Regions from separate parts of the Anas platyrhynchos genome. Here region 1 is linked to region 2. A link is a contact called in public Hi-C data. All regions are on one chromosome and are shown on one strand. The core of a region is the stretch at or near the end of the contact, and the rest is flanking DNA. Distances in the headings are between cores, read along the strand shown.

The links. Hi-C and Micro-C count contacts between places; a contact is called where the count stands out from the background.
Region 1: a Hi-C map of skeletal muscle shows a contact between it and region 2, with 1.8 times the contacts expected there. The contact joins two enhancer-like sites. A contact is called at or near these places in 3 of 8 Hi-C or Micro-C datasets (liver, skeletal muscle and subcutaneous adipose tissue).

Annotation. Positions count from the first base shown.
Region 1 is chr13:19,134,243-19,140,049 of IASCAAS_PekinDuck_T2T, reverse strand. All of the region lies in intron 2 of FBLN2 (fibulin 2), which reads right to left. Among named protein-coding and RNA genes, the nearest start is that of FBLN2, 52 kb to the right of the region's middle. Within about 2 kb of position 3,324, at least 2 of the 8 cell types and tissues checked have an H3K27ac peak or open chromatin away from gene starts, as enhancers often do.
Region 2 is chr13:19,046,744-19,052,808 of IASCAAS_PekinDuck_T2T, reverse strand. No RefSeq gene overlaps it. Among named protein-coding and RNA genes, the nearest start is that of FBLN2, 36 kb to the left of the region's middle. Within about 2 kb of position 2,903, at least 4 of the 8 cell types and tissues checked have an H3K27ac peak or open chromatin away from gene starts, as enhancers often do.

The DNA.
Region 1 (5,807 bases), core at 2,075-4,574, 87 kb before region 2:
CGCAGAGCTGAGCCCGTGCAAGCCCTTCTCTACCTGGGCACAGATGTGGCACAGGCACCAAGCTCTCACATCACGGGGTTTGCTTAATGAAGCAGCATTATGTTTACATACTTATGTATACATAACATATTTCTCTCTATTTACATACATATTTCTCTCGACACACCTTCAGGTGTTCTTTTTGATCACGGCACGGTGACATTTCACTGGTGATGACAGGGGACTGAGTGGATTTGCACTGCACTGTGCTGTGCAGCAGGCTTTCTGTGGCCACTTTTTTTGTGTGTGTTTCTTTTTCAACAAGTTCAAAACTGTTATCATAACGTAACTCCTTCAAAAATAAATATATTCTTGCATCTTCTTACATGACTGCTTCTGCAAACGGCCAAAACAATGACAAAAATAATGTATGGGTACTCATACAGCTGGGAATCATCTAACAGTTCCTTCTAGCTATTCCAGTTCCACCAAGCATCAAACATACAGTAAAAGTTTCTTACTCTTCTGTTATTTAACAAGGGTATTCGAGATCAAACTCCTTAAAACCTGTGAAACTACCACAGCTACCTATCCAAGAGATAACATATTCATTACATTTGTAAAAACACAGACACAAAGTGACAAATTGAAGTTTTAAAGTGATAGAGAAACCTGCTTATCTGCTATTAAAAGGCAATTCAGAAATAAATTTCTCATCTTGTCGAACTGAATTTCTAGCAAACATAGTTTTTAAATGCCACTAAATAAATCTCACAAACCTCAGACTCTTAATTTCTTGATTGGATGTGTAATAAATACCATGAGCTTGAGGTAATACAATAAGCAATAAGGCTGAATCATTTTTTGGCCATACAAAGAGGAGATAATTTAAAAACTTTACGTAATTTTACCAGACTGACAGCTGAGGTAACCACCTCAAATGACAGATATATCTAAAGCCATGTATGAAGCATGGCACTATACCAAAACTCCTCTCTCTATCATTGTTCATTGAGAGTAACCTGTTATCAGTGTGCAACTTGTAATACTTGAACCTTTTGTCAGAATGGAAAGAAAACTACCCAAATATGATCTAAGAAGCTTAAATAACTGCCAATAACATAAGGAATAGGAAAATCAATTAAAACCAAAGATCTTGTATTGCGTATCACATAAATATATACCCTGCGAGTCATCTTGGAGTGTAACTCCAAGGAGTACAACCAGAGTGCTGATTCGGAGTGCATCACTGAGGTAGCAAAGAGAGAGGTTGTGCTGCACACCCAGCGTTGTGTTAGCAATGCCCACGTCAGTGAGACCTGTCTGCAGCCCTGCCTCTGCCCTGAGGGCTCTGGATGCAGCCACACTGGGGCATCCTGCATGAGGGCACGTAACACACCTGGGAAGTGCAACCTTCAAACCCACGCAGTCAACAAGGAGCTCTCTGAATCCTGTGGTTTTGTTCCTCAGTGCTTTGCCCACCAGTCAGCTTTCTCAAAACTTTCTATTTACCTATAAATGTCAGTAACAATCTCAGACCTTGTTACAGAGGCAATAGCTGACACATGCAGGCTCCATACAGACCCACTCCCATCACTTTTAACCCTTCAGAGTACAGTTGAATTGAAATAGGATGCACAGATCACTCTGGGAATTTATTACACTGGCCAACTGCTCACAGAAAATCTGGAAGGAAGAAAGTTTTGTTCCTATTACAGATGGAGATAAGGACTCAAAGAGTTTACGGTTTTGCAATCTGAGCTTCTGAGCTGCAGATTCAAGATCTGAGACAACCTGAAAACATGAATTGTGAATTTTTAACTTACACCAACATGAAATATGAATTTTTAACCTACAACTTTCTTAAAACTTGATTTAAATTTAAAAGTGTAGCTAGCGCTGCCAGTCATTTTTACACTGAAGGGAGAATGAAGTCCTCAGCAAGGCATACATTTTCACAGCACAATAGCATCAAGAGAAGATGCTGATGATAAAGAAGCTGAGTCAGATCAGAAATAGACAGCTTGAGAGCATCTGCAAAGCAGAATGGACAAGATCTCTGCTGTGATGAGTCACCAGAGATATGCAGGAAATGAGGATCACTCAAAACAGGAACAATTATCACAGCAACATAATGTTGTTTAATGGGAAATTAATGTTTTATTCAAGTGATGTTTGCTAGATGTAATTCCTTGTATCCAAGCAAGTCTAGAACTCCAGCTCCACCTTTAAGACTTGGATCTGATTTTCGGCTCAGTTATGATCTCCCAGAGTTACACAAGCCTCACAAACAACACACACCGCTTCTTCACAGGCTGGGAAGCTGAACACTATAAATTGGATTTATCATACACAGTGTGATATAGACATGGAAGAGAGTTTTTTGTTTTTTTTTTAGATAGATAGATAAATAAAAACTCTTTAGATGCAAACATTAATCCCAATATATGGTATAAAAGATAAACAAGCACTGTAAAGTCTTCCATAGAGTTTGAGAAAGACCAAACCACAAAGAACATTCAGCTCCAGCCTTATCCAGAAATGTAAACAGTTTAAGGGGGTTGGTTGTTGTCCGCAGCCTGCAAGTAATTAAGCACTAATTCTCTACCACCTACTGAGCAAGAAATTGGAGAGGAAACATGACACAATGCTAAGTATGCACTTTTCAGGCCAGGCTCAACTGATGTATTCTGTCCATCTCCATCGTCTTCGTCGGACCAGTACTGATTTGCCCTCCCCTGTAAAAATGAACAGATGAAAACAGGAATCTCCAAAGGCAAAAACCACAGATTTTTATCTCAAAGTAAAAAGATTCCCAGTGTCAACTGAAATTGTCCTGATACATCCAATGCCACCCACAAAGCAGAAGGATAGGGTGAAGCATTTCCAATTCCCTTAAGTGGGACTCATTTGCAATAGCCAAATCCTTGAAAAGACCTTCATCTCCTCTCACCAAACGTTTTCATGTTTCCACTTTATTTGCAGATTCTTTTTCACTGAAAGAAGATGAAAGGTTTAGCGGCCTTATCTATAATTAGACACACATTTGCCACACATTCCTGGGACAAATAAACTGAATTTACCTTAATAGAATGCTTTTATCCAGCTGAAATACTTTAAATTTGCTCCTGTTTTGTTGCACAGTAACATCTACAAAACAAAAATCAAGCTCAGTCCCAGGAAAGCAGCACTCCATGGCATTTTTTGAGCTTTACGGACCCCCTGGGACATAAAAGAGGAAAACTTATGAAGCTTGAAGGATTTTTTCCCTTCCCAGAGTCTCCAGGCCCGCGTGAAGCCCTGCTGGAGCCGCCCAGTGACGACAAGCACACCCGCATCCTCTGCCTCTGCGGCGCGCCTGAATCACCGACCACGGCAGCGCGAGCTTCGGCGTGACTCCTCAAACCCACTCAGGTTTCATCACTCAGGTCCAAGTTTTGCTTTGGCGGACAGACTGAAAGCTCGGTCCAGACCTCTATTTTCAATTTAGACAAGTATCCATGGCAACTCCGGTACTATTTTAAACCATTCCTATTTAGCCGCCTCCAGGTTGAAAGTGAAATAGAAAAAATACCAAGCCCACCCTATCACCCACTCCTCTAACAGCTCACAGCGTGTGACAAAGCAGGGCATACCTGTCAGCTGATTTACCTTCCCGTACTAAAAATTTCAACAATGCTCTGTTTTCCCTCTTCAGTGATTTCCGTGGGTCTGAGGAAGATAAATGCCTTAATTTGTCTTTCACACTCCAAATTTGCCTTACTCCTCTTCAGGTGCTCTTTGCAACAGTGGCATTTTTGGGCAGCTATATGACTCCAGGGGATGAAATCTTTACAAATCACCTCCCATATCAGATTATCTGAAATAAATTTTAAGATCCGACATGCCTCCCTTCATTTTGTAGGTGACATCCAAGGCATACATGCCTATGCTGGAGTACAAGATGGTTTTAATTCGTCTCCTTTGCAAGCATGTGTGGCACAATGCTTGATGAGCAACTTTGTCACATGCTGGATTTTCACTGTGTCCTTGTTCTGAACAATACTTGCTGCAAAAGGCAGAAATTTGTCAAATTAAACCGTTTGCATGACTGGTAGTTACAGAAGAAAAATGCAGGCAAGTCTGAGCTGTGAGAAATGTCACAGCTAAACGCGAAGCCAGGTGAAGCCTGTTTACATATTCACTCTCATTATCAAGCTGCAATTAGAAATGCAGAACCCCATGTGTTGTTGGTTTTGCAAACCAGGAGCTACTTTGCATTACTTTGAGGATTTTCTGAGTCTTTGGGCTCAATTCAGTTACCAAATCAAAGGCTTCCTGTGTCCCCAGGGATACCTTATGATACAGTGGACCTCCAACAGCCAAACCTATGGGGATCTCTGCAAGACTACACTTTCAAAGAACATGATTAAATTTTCCATCTTTTTGTATCTTAAGTCTTTACACTGAGCTAGCAAGTCTAAACATTCCTGTGCACACTCCTGTGGCACTACGCAAATCTGAGGAGTAATTTTGCCAGTTAAAGACTCCTGCTTATAAATCCATTTGCAGTTACGTAGATGGTGGCAGTGGCCATCACTGGTGCAGAGCCAAACGCCCCATTCTTGACAGACCAACTCAGAGAACACATTAGGAAGTATTTTAGTGTCAGACAGAGGGGTTTTGTTTGTTTGTTTGTGTTTTGTTATGTATATACAAGTAGCTGAAAGTTGCTCAGCAGTTTCAGTCAGAAACAAAGTCTTTCTACCAAGGAATATGAAACCAGGAGGGAACCAAGACAACAGCATTTTCCAGTCTGATCACAGCTCCCCAGCACACAGCTGGAAGTTACTTTGCACTTTTAGAGGCATTTGACACCCAACAGAGGCACACACAATCCATATACCAGTGTTAGCTGTATTTACACATTCATTCTGCATGCTCTCCGTAATTCTGTAATTGAACAGAAATGTAAAATAACACCAACTTCAAATTTCAGACTCTAGCTCAGCCCGCACACCTATGCATGCAGGTACAGCTGTCTCACCAGCTGCACACACAGAGCAGCCCTAAAACTGGTCTGCAGGAGCCTGCATATGGTCTTCTAACTAGATTAAGATAGGGCATAGATAAAGCCTGAACATTACCCTTTCGGTCCCATGTGAAGTACTGCTGAACAATCCTGCTCTGTAGCACTGGCTCTAGCAGAGAAGGAGAGGCACGTTATGAAACCAGATAACTTGGTTTCCATTCCTGGGAGAATGGCAACACAGCCCCATGGTACTGAGCGTGCTATGGCTATGATGACAGAGATTTCGTTCCTCTTAACAGCATTGCTAAATTGTATTTTCTTTGCACTGCAGCAACTCTCACTGCGTATTTGTCATCAGCTCTGGTAGTTTCCAGGTTCTGAAGTCTGGAGCAGATTCAAGCAGCAAAAGAAAATCTCAGCAAGGTGGCAGCAAACAGCCAGCCAAAACAAACAAGACAGGTTTAGAAAACCTCTCTAATTCATCGCTGAGAATAGAACCACTTCAGCAGTGTGACCCTCTGGCCTTCCAGGATATGGACTAATTCCTTCATCTTGCAGCATATACGTATTTTAGTTTCTCAGCATTAAAGAATATAAAATATGAAAGTGCTGTAAAGATTTCTTCACTCGTATGAAGACCCACCTGCATTGCAATTGCACTAACACAAGGCAAATTTTGCTCCTGGAACAACAGTATTCTGAGCTAGGATGGTGGCAATACACAAGGACTAATGTATTTATGAGATAACGCAGTTACACTAGGCTTGCAGAATGGTGGAATCATTGATGGGTATCTCTCTACTATCTGAAAAAGTAG
Region 2 (6,065 bases), core at 1,654-4,153:
ACAAATCAGAACAAAAGTCAAAAGTCTGTCCTCGCCTGCAGCCCGGCTCCACGCACCCTTTGCGGTACCACAACCACATTCCCTTAGGAATAGCAGATAAATACATTTATTTCCTTGCTGTGCCACCCACCCCCTTCCCAGGAGTGCACGAGGACATGCAGACAGACAGACAGGAGCCCGGGCTGTCCGTATGTCAGAGAGGCAAATAGCAGGCTTCAGCTGTTAGCTGGAAAGGAAATATTCATGTCATTTTTCATTAGCATCTATGTGTCCAAAAAGTCCATCTTTGATGCAACATTTGTTCTCTTCCAAAACAACAGAAGAAATCTTCTTTTGTATCTATAGTCTTACACCTGTTTAGTCAGAGGTAAATGAAAAACAACCAATGTAACGAGAACACGAGCAAGCACTGGCTTGTGTTTGTCCAGCCGCGGGCAGTTCCCAGCAATTTACATTCCTGGAGCCACACACAGAGGCTGGAATTCCCTCCCCATCCCACATCTGCATGTCCTGGCTGGAACCAGAGCCCTCGCACCATCCGCAGCTGGTGGCAGGACAGCAGCCCTGTCACAGCTCAGAGCTCAGCATCTTCTAATCAAATCTTTTTTTTTTTTTTTTTTTTTTTTTGTGAAACCACTGGCAGTAACGCTTTCAAAGATCATTTACATCTTCAGAAAGATGTTCCCAGGGTGTTGTTTGGTTGTTTTGTTTGCTTTTGTTTGTTTTGAAAAGCAGAAGCTAAGGACGAAAAAAAGTCTTTAAAATGATGTGTTTATCTACTGCCTTTGTTTTTCAAAGAAATGAGAAAAATATTTTTCAGGATTAAAACAAATGTTTGTCCCACTTTTCCTCACCAAGTCAACGTTTAGTTGTCAATTTATTTTCAATGCTGGAAGAACAAAATTATTCTGAGATTTTCTGTAGAAAAATAATTGCATCTACATGCAATCCTTAATCTTTACTCAAGGATGCACAAAGATAGTGTAGTGAGAATTAACCCACTGGAGAGGTTCTCTTCTGATGGAGATTTGTACCTGCTCATAAACCAAGCAAGTCACAATCTTGATGATTCTACTCCTTCTCAAGGTCATTTTTGAGGATTTTTCTTTATGTGAAGTGGTTTTGTAAACACACACGTGCAGTGCGTTCCTGCTGAGGTAACTTGCTAGTATCTAGAGACGGGCTTTAAACACGGCAGGATCCAGGGACCCTCCAGCTCCTGCCATGCGAGGGTCTCAACCATCGACCATCCCATGGTGACCCCTGGCCCCGACGGCCCCGAGCACAGCCCAGATCAGCACCTGCATCAGCCCCAGTGCCCCACGCTCTTCTGGTAACCGCCACCAGGAGAGGCTTGGGTCACAGACACAGGCTGGGTTTGCCTCTGTACAAACTTGTTCTCCCTCTCTGAAAACACAGGGATTTCTTTCTCCTCTCTGCCTCTCCGCTTTATTTGCAGGTTGTCACTGCTGGGCGGCCTCAGCTCTGCCTCCGCCTCCCCTCCCAGAGGCTGGCTGAGGCGGCGGCACGGCGCGCAGGCGCTTCCCAGCTCCTTTTCCCATGGAACTTGCTGTGGTGCTGCAAAAAGCATTACTTCTGCAAAAACAGCTCAGCGGGATTTGAGAAGTTTTATATCCTTGTTTACATTAGCTTGTTGGATTCTCCGAATAAGAGTTTAGCTTTTGCTGAATGATATATTTCACCTGGCAGAAGAACTGATGCTCCATTTCTTACAGAGGCTGAACTCCCATCCACTTTAAAAGCTGTCTGGCCAGCATAAGACCTGGAAAACCATTTAATGGAGCCATTTAGTACTGAAAATGGCCCAATAGATGCATGAAAAGAAGCTTGTTTAAATGTTGGAGACAATTAGGGCATCCCTTAAATTAGACAGCGGCAAATCTTTCTCCCTCCCCTCCATGACTCGCAAGCAGCAGGTTTGACATAATTATTTTCCCCAGAAATTAAACTATGCTTTTACCCTGGAAAAACAAGCAAATGCATTGTATGTTCTCATCGTCATGAGAATGAGTTACTTAATAAAAATCTTAACAACTCAGACTGTAGAACTATTTCCTTGGATTGCAACACTAAAGGATCGTATCTAAAGGCTTTCTGTAAACTATTATAAAACACACACTGTCATCCCCTGAACGTGGCGAAGCACTATAATCCTTAAAAGCAGCTAGATACAACACTACAGCCTGCAGACATAACTCTGGAGTCCATCACAGCAGTATGAAAACTTTCATTTTTAAGATTTTTGATTAGGTCTAACCCAATGCCACCGTCTGCCCCGCATTCGGAGTAAACTGTATCAAAACATTTTACACGTGGACGAGGAAAATAGCTAAGGAGAAGCACAGCCCGAAGGTGGGCTTTCTGCAGGTAACCCATCAATTTCAGGAACAGCTCTGTCTTCTTGCATTAGAACTGTTCTTGGCCAAGGACCAGAAGTGATGTCTGGCCAACCCAGCGAGGCAGCAGAGCTCCCCGCAGTGCCCTCACAGGCCGGGCACGGAGGTGCCTCAGCACTGAGAGCTGCGGTGTGCTGCAGCTGGCCGGGCTCAAGCCAGTTCATAGCTACAGCTCTCTTCTGGGTCTGCAGCAGTCAAAGCAAATATGACAAAAAGTCATCTCTCTCTGCTATCAAGAACAGGTCAAACCCAGTTACCTTGCAGCCTTGCTGCTCTGGTCCCTGTCCTGCTGAATGCCAGCTGCCCCCTGCTGTGTCGCATTTAGAGTGAAGCTCTCTTATTTTCTCCGTCCTACACATTAGGGTCACGACACCGAAACTCTAAGGAAGGGGATCAGAGTGAGCAAACGGCAGTAGCCCAGCTCTGAGAAGCAGAACACAAAGCCCCTTGCCTGGAAGATAACCTCGGGATATTTTGAGAGCACTGACTTGCGGCCCCGAGGGGGGCAAAGGCCAGGGACACACTGCCTCTCATCTTATCAGGGTACGTGGGATGGGGGCAGGAAGCCACATTCTTTACAGCTAAAGCTCCTCTGCCCTGGGAGGACAGCAGCTCCCTCTATTTTTCAGACATGTATACCGGGAAAGACAAGAGGAATTAAATTTTCTAGGCATGTTCAGTAACCGAGCTATGAGTGAGCTGCTGTATGTGTAATTAAGAGCAGTTTGCAGGACTCACCTCAGCCGTTTCCCTGTCTCACAGAACAGCAGCAGCCCACAGCACATCCCTGGCTGCAGCCTCAGCCCAGCTTCCCGCTGTTATATCCAGAATGAGACAGAGCAAACAGCACGGATGCGAACGTGCCATTTCTGCTCTCGGGTCAAGAATGCAGAGTGAGGCACGGGCTCTCCATATGACTGAAAATGAAGATGTCTAGGGCAAATACAAGAAACACTTACATTGCTGTTCACATTTTTGCAGCACACAGGGTGTCTGTTGCTTACAAAGTACCCTCTATAATTTTATAGAGAGCAAAAACACCATGGGTCATCTTTCTTGTTCCTTTGATTTATTTTTCTCTTCCAAAAAGATGGCAATAGGCATTGGAAGCCCCAGGATCACATTTGCAGCACTTATCAGGGGTACAGAAAAGTCTGTTATTAACTTCTCCGCCATACACACGCTGATTCACAGGCACAGCTCCAGGTTATCTTATCTGATAGAAGAGGATGTGTGCTTTTGGACACCATGTTACTGCCCATAAATACAGCCTAGCCTTTTTTTCTTTTTGTTTAAATAAGCATTTAACATTGCTAAAAGGGAAATTCATACTTTAAAAGTTCACATCTCCCAGAGAAAAAAAAAACAACTCCCCTACATAGAAAAAATTGAAAATGAAGAAAGAATTGTAAATCTCAGGAAACAAACAAAACACTCAGTATTTTCTGTAGAAAATCTTTCCCCTTCTTTTAGTATATAAAGCTTATTGATTTTCCTAGAACAAGCAAGGGCACCAACAGAAGCCCCAGCCTTGTCGTGCAGAAGCGGGGCCTGCCCAGCTCCCACAGCCTCTCCTTTACCCACAAGCAGCCCCCCCCCCCCCCAGCCCCAACCCAACCGATGTGAGGCAAGGTATTTTTCCCTCAAGGTGTGAGTTCAGGTATTTTTGCACCCTTACACCACCGCAGACACCATACCCTTCGCCTCTCCTTCACAGCATCCTTCCTGCTGGAAAGCAGCCCAAGCCCTACATCCAGCTCCAGCATTTCAGAGAGAGAAGTGCTCCTACAGCGCTGTGGCACAAAAGGGCAAAGAGAGGTCAGCTTCTTGGTGCTAGGTACCTCTGCTTTAAATTTTTGACACATTACTTCCGTTAAAAAACCCTCAAAGCTTAGACCATTTTATTTTTTTTACACCCAAGTGGAAAAAATAAGAACAGAAAAAGCATATGATGTCTTTAATTGGAAAGGAAAAATCCCCAACACATCCATGCTGTCCACATAAAGAACAAACAAAACGCTTGTGCTGATGAACTCGGTACACGCAGTACTGCAAAGTTCAGATTTCCTGCCAGAGTTTCATGTCGTCCACCCAGGCTAAGTCAAAGTATTTCTTTAATAAAAAACAAACCCAGGAACTCTGATAAAAACCTGGTTTTAGTTGCGACCAAGGTAAAATGCAGACATGGAACAGAAAACAATGTTGTAGTTGGACTTGACTGCACGACCAAATCACCTGAAAGCAAATCCCTTGCAGTTACTGTGGGCATTTTAAAATGCGTTTGTTAACTTTGAAATGGATAATGAAAAATGTCTCTTTTCCTAAAAAGACAGCTATATTGTTGTGTAATGAAGAGCAGATGTCAAAAAGTATTTCAAAGCCTCGAAAAAAAAATTAGGAGAACTGCATAAAGGCTGCAGTGCGGAACGCTGCCCGTGCTGCCGTGGCACCCACGCAGTGGTCACGCCACGCGCTGCCCACAGCACCGTCCCCGGGGGCTCGGCCACCCCATCGAGGGGCAGCAGGAGGTTTGTCTCCATGCAACCGGCAGCATGGAGGGAAATCACAGGACAGATGCGAAGGGAAGCTGCCCTCAAGGGTACAACATGAGGCACAGCCAAGCTGTGGAGATGTAAAACAGCAATGCGGAGCTCTTCTGGCTCCGTGGCGGCCCCATGCACAGGGGAGGATTTGGGCAGTGCTCCTTCGCTCCCTGCAAGCCCAGCGGGGCCAGGGCAGGAGCCAGAGTGCTCCCACCAGGAGCAGAGGGCTGGATCCTGCTCTGATCCGTAGCAGCAGAGCTGCTTTGGCTGCAGGAGGCTTTGCCAGCTTACACTGCCGAGGAGCCAGCTCGTTTTTTAAGCACGTGTTGAAAGAGCAAAACTGGGTTCAAGTTTCATGTACAATTTTATTAGAGGCCAGAATTGAGGCCAACTGTTTATCTGGTGTCTGGCCTAAGTGCTGATAAAGACTTGGCTGAAATTTACATAATCTGCCATTAATAAATGCAATTTACGATGGTCTCAAGCAAAGACATGACCACTGCTGGCTCCACGAATGGTATGCTAGGCAGCAGCCAGGCTTTTAGTCAGTACAGAGACGAGACTTAATTCATTTCTTGTCCCTAAATGCTAGTTCCTTAGGTCAGACCTGAGACAAAGGCGTGCGTTAATCTACAGGCTCCACGTCAGAACTGCTAGGCTTTACTAACAGAAACTAAGTTGCTTTAATGCAACCAAATGCTCCAATTTATCATTCCAGTGGCCCATCTAAAGCAAGCGTTGGCTCCAAGAACCACCCTCCCATTACACTGATAAGCCCTGAACCTGAAGTGATGGATGTATGAGCTTAATTTTACACACTAGAAGCAGTTACGTGGAGAGCAGTGGGACAAATCTCAGCTCGTAAACACCTTTCCCGAACTGGAGGCATCGAGATCACAGACAGAGAAAACTTATTTCTCACTTTGCTCCACCCCTCCCTTCTGCAACACACACACCAGCTTTTTTTTTTTTTCCCCCCGTGCACTGTGGTAGTTTGTGAGCAGGCACAGGGGCTGTCTGTGCGCTTTACACTTGCACAACCCTTACCCCAAACACCAGGATCCCAGCTCCAGACTGGGTCTGCTCAATGCTCCCTACAGGTCAG